Regions from separate parts of the Mus musculus genome. Here region 2 is linked to region 1. A link is a contact called in public promoter capture Hi-C data. All regions are on one chromosome and are shown on one strand. Each heading gives the region's core, a stretch centred on a gene start, on an enhancer-like site or on the middle of the called end of the contact. The rest is flanking DNA. Distances are from core to core; before and after follow the strand shown.

Region 1 (2,713 bases), core at 10-2,509:
GGCTTTATTTTAATCCCAGTTAAAGTCCCTATCCAATCCATTAAGGGCTGCAATAACCTTGGTCCAGGGCATTTCCTGGCGAAGCTATAACCAGCTGGGGTTAATGAACTCTCCCTACCATCAATTCCTGGGAGAAGCCATTGGCCTGAATTGTTAATTACTCTTCTGTGTACAGCTTCATAAAGCAATGAAATGCCTTCTTTCAGGAGATGGTAATGGGGGTCATCAGAGGCGGTTAATTTTACGAATAGTTTGCTAGAAACTTCAGTATGTTAAGAAGTCGGTCTGGCTCACAAATCACCTCTCTGTGGTCCTGAGTAGAGGCCCGAAAGTTGACAGGTTTCTGTGACTCACATACAGAAGTTAGCAGCTGTGGAGAATTCACTGACATATACGTGTGCTCAGGTGTAAAAAAATGTATATTATTTGTTTTATGTGAATGACTTTCCATTAAAGGAGACATAATGGAGCTAATTCGAGATAATCACAGGAATTACTGTCAATATCAAAAATCTCTAGTAATTTCTTAGTCTTTGGTGGGTGATTCTTAGTCTCTGAAACTCAGACCATAGCAAGGATGTGCCCATAAGCCTCTGCAGGCAAAACTGGATCTTCATGGTATTACTCTACCTGCTGGTCTCTGCATTTATCCAGCACAGGTTCTCATGTCCATGAATGAAGCTGCTTCACAGATTGGCACGCTACTTTCGAACACGAGGAAACTCCGTGGCTCTATCTGCACCATCCGATTTAAAACTGCAAAGTCCTTCCTTGCTCCTATGTTCGCATTCTTTCTTTGGATGAAATAAAATCAACCTACACACACACACCTCACAAAGATAAGTGTTTTGGGTTGCCCTGCTCCCTCTTGAAGACACTGGTAACTTTTACTTCCCAATTCCCATGGGATGAATGGGTTGTTAGTTGGGCACATGGTGGCATCACTGTGGCCACAAGACCAAATTCCCCATCTTCATCCCACTTGGGCAAAGGAAGTGCTGTTTGCCACAGGCATAATAAGGAATACTGTTGCTTTATACTGCCTAGAAACCAGACTCCCTGAAGTATGTCCATGCTTAGGGCAGACTTAACCATAAAGTCCACACACCCACAGAAGTTCTAACACTGGAAAGATAACAGGAACCAGTTGCCAATGGCACCACGGTGACATGCTGCTTGCCCGTCCTGTGGCAGTTGTGGAGTCATAACCCTATGGAAGGTTGTGAGATTCTATTGGATGGTTCCAGTGGGAAGAGATGAGAGTCTTAAGAAGAAGCTCCTGATTAGGGCAGGATCAGAAAGCCAAAGCACATCGGTAGAAGGGAGGTAGAGTTTGTAGAGGAGGTTATAGGGCAGAGAGGGCCACAGAGTCTTTTTCTACTTGGTTTTCTGATCCCTGATTAATACTAACTTCCCACCAAGCTGGCAGTGGTTGGGGACTGGGGAACATCCAGGCTTTCCAGGGCAATGACACGCCGATATCTGTGCCCTGAGACCTTTAAGAAAGCAGCGGTCATGAAGAAAGGAGACTTAAAAAAAAACTGATCACCTCTGTCTCTTTCTAGTGTTTTGTTCAGATTTCCAAATTGCGTTAGTATGGCAAACAGCCTCTAGGTGCATTTGCTTGCAAGACAACTGCTGGACTTCTTTCCAGCAGATCTCTGCACCCTCCCTTCCTGATGCAGAGTCAGACGAACAGAAAGAGCTGGAGTGTCTGTCATGACCATCCCGGGGCTATGAAGGGAGAAAACAAGTTCATTTACTTTCTATTTGGGAGATTAATGGATCCATTGCCCCTGTTCATAACCACATCTCTGCTGACATTTCAGGGGCCTCCGATGGAAGAACAGAAGGAAAATCAGCTGGACTATGAGTAAGTAGCGGCGACTATGAAAGGCTGCAGTCTAGGTACCAAGAGGGAAGCAGGCCTGATGCTCAGACCTTCCCTCGTCTTCCGGTCACTTCTTCCTCCTTCCTTCCATTTCCAAAGCACTCCACTTCTACAGGAAGTGGTAACTACTGTAAATTCTCCCAGACAAGCTAGCTCTGCCAAGACAGGACTTTGATGCTGCCCGAAACACAATCCCTGGGTCATGCTACCCTATTCCCAGTTAACTCCAAAGACAATGAATTCTTTTACATGTTAGAAAAAGTTTAGTGCGAGCCTCCCTTGACTTAGGTGCTCCTCCTAAAGTTATCATCTCGTTCACAATTTTTTTTTCCAAAACTGATGTTTGTACTCTTGAATGATGTTCCTGAAATATAAGATGTACTCACTGAAATGGCCCTCCTATGAGAATCTCAACCATCATAATCAGAAAGTCAAAGAGAAGTGGAAGAGGGAAAGATTGAAGCCCTATTATGGGAGTAGAAGCTTCTGTCTCTGAATAAAGTCAGACTAACTCAGAAGTGATGGAGCAGGTGCCTAGATAAAAATAGTCAATAAAAGTGTATTGCATAAGCATGTTTTGAGAACAATTTAGGGAAAGGTTGCCATGGGAAACAGCTCTCTCCAGTACACGGCTATTTAAGGAAGTAAAGATTCTCTTGAAATCAGACTGTAGAGGCATCGTTATCTAGAGATGTCCCTTGATGGGTTGAGAATCACATTGTAGAGTGTGATTAAGATGTATGAGTTTTCCAAGAAATGGAGATGGAAAAGTGTGCTCCCAGGAAGAGCGGAGGGGATGAGCTACCTCTCTTCTAGAAAGCC
Region 2 (3,009 bases), core at 155-2,654, 510 kb after region 1:
TTAAACCCTGTACTTTGCTGGCTAGTTTTTGTTTCTGTTTCTTTGCACTTTGTTGCTCTTTTCTGGGGTCTCCTGTGTGATCAGTGGGTTAACCTTGAATTGTTTTCTTGATATTTTTAAGTCAAATCTCCCTATCTGTGATTTGGAGATATTCCTAGCATGGGGCAAGTATTTAGTCTGTTGATCCATGTGAAGCGCTTAGCATCAGCCCTGGGAGGCTCAACAGACCTCCTCATCCTCACTCTGTTTCTAAACCTCAAGTCTTTCAGCCCTGACTCTTTTGCCCCACCGCTGCTTATGACCCAGCCAGGCCAGGGAGGAGGGAACACATGGCTGATTGAAACTCCTCTGATTCCACATTCTGATTTGAGCTGCTATTCTTAGCCTCCTTCACACCAAATGTTTTTCCTGGTACTGCAGAGAGGCACTCGAAAGTTCAGGCTAAAGTTAGAAAGCCGAATCTGTGTCTCCAGAAGTCCACCCACTCGCCATCTCTGGAAGCAGCTCTTTGGGGCTGACACTGGGACTTCAAGGGTTATCTGCACTGTGCTGTCTTTATCAGCTTTTGCCAGAGATGCACTCCTAGCATCCAGTCTCTGCAGTGGTAGGGTCCATAACGAAGCGTGGATCAGAGTTAGTTCACCTCCTCTGCTGCCCTTAGCTCAGGGACTACCTGTGCAGACGCTTGAATGCCTTGATTTCAAACTCATTTTCTCCAAAGGAAGCAGGCAGCTTGCCATCCACATTGAAGCCTCTGGAACACTTCCCTTCACCAACTTTTGTTGCCTGCCAAATGTCAATGCCCCTGGAAGCCCGGGTTCCTTTAGAGGGTTCACGGGGAACTCTGCTTGTCCTTAGTTCTTACTTTCCTGGCCTCAAAAGGAAGTACTTCCCTGGCCTCAAAAGGAAGTAACTGTTGTCACAAGGAACACTTCCCTTCCCTTGGAGTGGGAGAAAACCAGCTATGCCTTGTCTGACTTCAGATTTCAGAATTGATCTTTCTCATCCACATGTGCACATCTGGAGCAATGACTATTGCATTCCTTGGAGAGCCCCAATTGCTAGACGCACAAGGCAGCAGAAGGGAGCAAGGGTTTTGGTCCCCTTGCTGTAACTCAGGTTCTTTTGGTGAGTGACAACGAGGCTAGTTTTGCCATTTCACTCGGGATGTGGGAGGCCCAGAAAATACCACTGCCAGGACTCAGTGCTCTGAAGGTGCCAAGCACTGTGATGAATAAAACCCTTTCTGGGCTTGTGTGTTCACGCATTGCGGAGGATGCCTGAGGGTGGAAGGAGTAAAGAGAGTGGAATAATGTTTCCTAGGCCCCAAAGCTACTGTCCAGGGAGAGAAAAGAGATTCAAACCAAACCCATGGCATATGGAAGCACTGCTTGGAAAGTTAGCCCACGCTGTTCTGGGGATGAGATCTGAGTCACACAGATACACAGGGCTGTTCTCCCAGTAGCCCTTTGTGCAGCCCCTTGGCAAAGATGTCTCTTCTGTTCTTACGTGTAAATAGCCGTAAGGGATTCCACAGCCAACCCCTGGCAAACCGGGGCGGGTGGTGGTGGTGGTAGTGGTGGTGGTGAGGGGGAATATGAACTTTAGGCAAGAGACCTCAGCCTGGAGGGTTGTTTTTTTCTTTTTCATGACTATTCCCACTGGAAAAAAGTCTGTCTGCTGAAATGCAAACCGATGTTATTTTCTGTTTCGCTTCCCACGGGTAGGAAATGAGTCCAGAGAAGCTGCCATTTGCAACTAGAGTGTGCATATGGTACTCGTCTTGGGACTACTGTGGATCCAAAGAAAGTTTTTATTCTTATTTCTGTTCAGCTACTTAGTTTTCTTGTAGCATGAATTAAGACATTGAAAAAGTGGCAATGGTGTTGATTTTAAAATGCTGTAGTCCCCGCTACATAGTGTTCAAGTCTGATTCAGGTGTACCAGTCAGAGATTTCTCTTCTCTTCTCTTCTCTTCTCTTCTCTTCTCTTCTCTTCTCTTCTCTTCTCTTCTCTTCTCTTCTCTCCTCTCCTCTCCTCTCCTCTCCTCTCCTCTCCTCTCCTCTCCTCTCCTCTCCTCTCCTCTCCTCTCCTCTCCTCTCCTCTCCCCTCCCCTCCCCTCCCCTCCCCTCCCCTCCCCTCCCCTCCCCTCCCCTCCCCTCCTATCCCTCCTCCCCTCCTATCCCTCCTCCCCTCTCCTGTCTCCCTTTCTTTCCTTGTGAGACAGGATCTCAATATGTAGCCCTGGCTTGCCTGGACCTTCCAGGTAGAGCCTCGAACACACAGAGGTCTTCCTGTGTTTGCCTCCTTAGTGCTGGAGTCAAAGGCATACATCACCATGCCCATCCCTAAAGCTTGTTTTACTGTAGAATTGAAGGCCCAGCCACATAAAGATGCAGAATCACCAGCTCCTCTGTGGGTGCACAAAGAATGAGAAGCATCATTTTATAGAACACGAACCCTGAAGAGTAGTGTGTGTGGCTCATGTGGGTGTTAGAGTGGTTGTGTAATGCTGGCTGCGTGGTAGGATCACCTGGGGACATTAGAACACAGAGAGACATGGGGCCCGTTGCTGCAGGTTCTGGATTATTGTTCTGGGTGGGTCTGTGTGTGGGAAGTTTCTTAGTGATTCTATTGGGTGTCACTGATCAGCACCACTGCCCGAGGGAGAAGCACAGCCTAGATGTGGAGCAGTGACTATGGTCATCATGACATGGGCCTTCCTGAGAATGAGGGCACCATTTTCTCCACTGGACTCTCTGTTAGGCTGGCACAGATACAGACCAGGCTTGAGAAAAGACAATTGGGCGAATGTAAGAACTTCAATTCAGCTCTATAGAGATAGATTGCTTTTGAGAAAGCATTGATAGGGGAGCCACTGGACTATGATTGAAACATTGACAGAACTGAAGCTTGAACAATGACATAAAACTAGGAGGTCCAACTGAACATATTTGAAAGCTGTATCCAATGTCTGTATTTTTAACTACTGGGGTACTGTTAAGGGCT

What was found. Promoter capture Hi-C pulls out the DNA fragments that hold promoters and counts their contacts.
Region 2: a promoter capture Hi-C map of hippocampal neurons shows a contact between it and region 1, with 2.4 times the contacts expected there. The contact joins the enhancer-like site here to the promoter of Tmco5 in region 1. A contact is called at or near these places in 13 of 39 promoter capture datasets (the 3T3-L1 cell line, the C10 cell line, the HPC-7 cell line and 7 more) and 3 of 9 other capture datasets (adipose tissue, liver and macrophages).

Annotation. Positions count from the first base shown.
Region 1 is chr2:116,877,446-116,880,158 of GRCm38.p6, forward strand. Tmco5 (transmembrane and coiled-coil domains 5) reads left to right here and starts at 1,260. Exons shown (of 12, transcript NM_026104.5): 1 at 1,260-1,322; 2 at 1,830-1,873. The coding sequence starts at 1,839. Gm13990 (a long non-coding RNA gene) reads right to left here and starts at 1,202. Exons shown (of 4, transcript XR_374895.4): 1 at 631-1,202.
Region 2 is chr2:117,385,822-117,388,830 of GRCm38.p6, forward strand. No RefSeq gene overlaps it. Among named protein-coding and RNA genes, the nearest start is that of Gm32020, 27 kb to the left of the region's middle. Within about 2 kb of position 1,405, at least 29 of the 459 cell types and tissues checked have an H3K27ac peak or open chromatin away from gene starts, as enhancers often do. A contact at or near this core is called in hippocampal neurons, where this site is marked.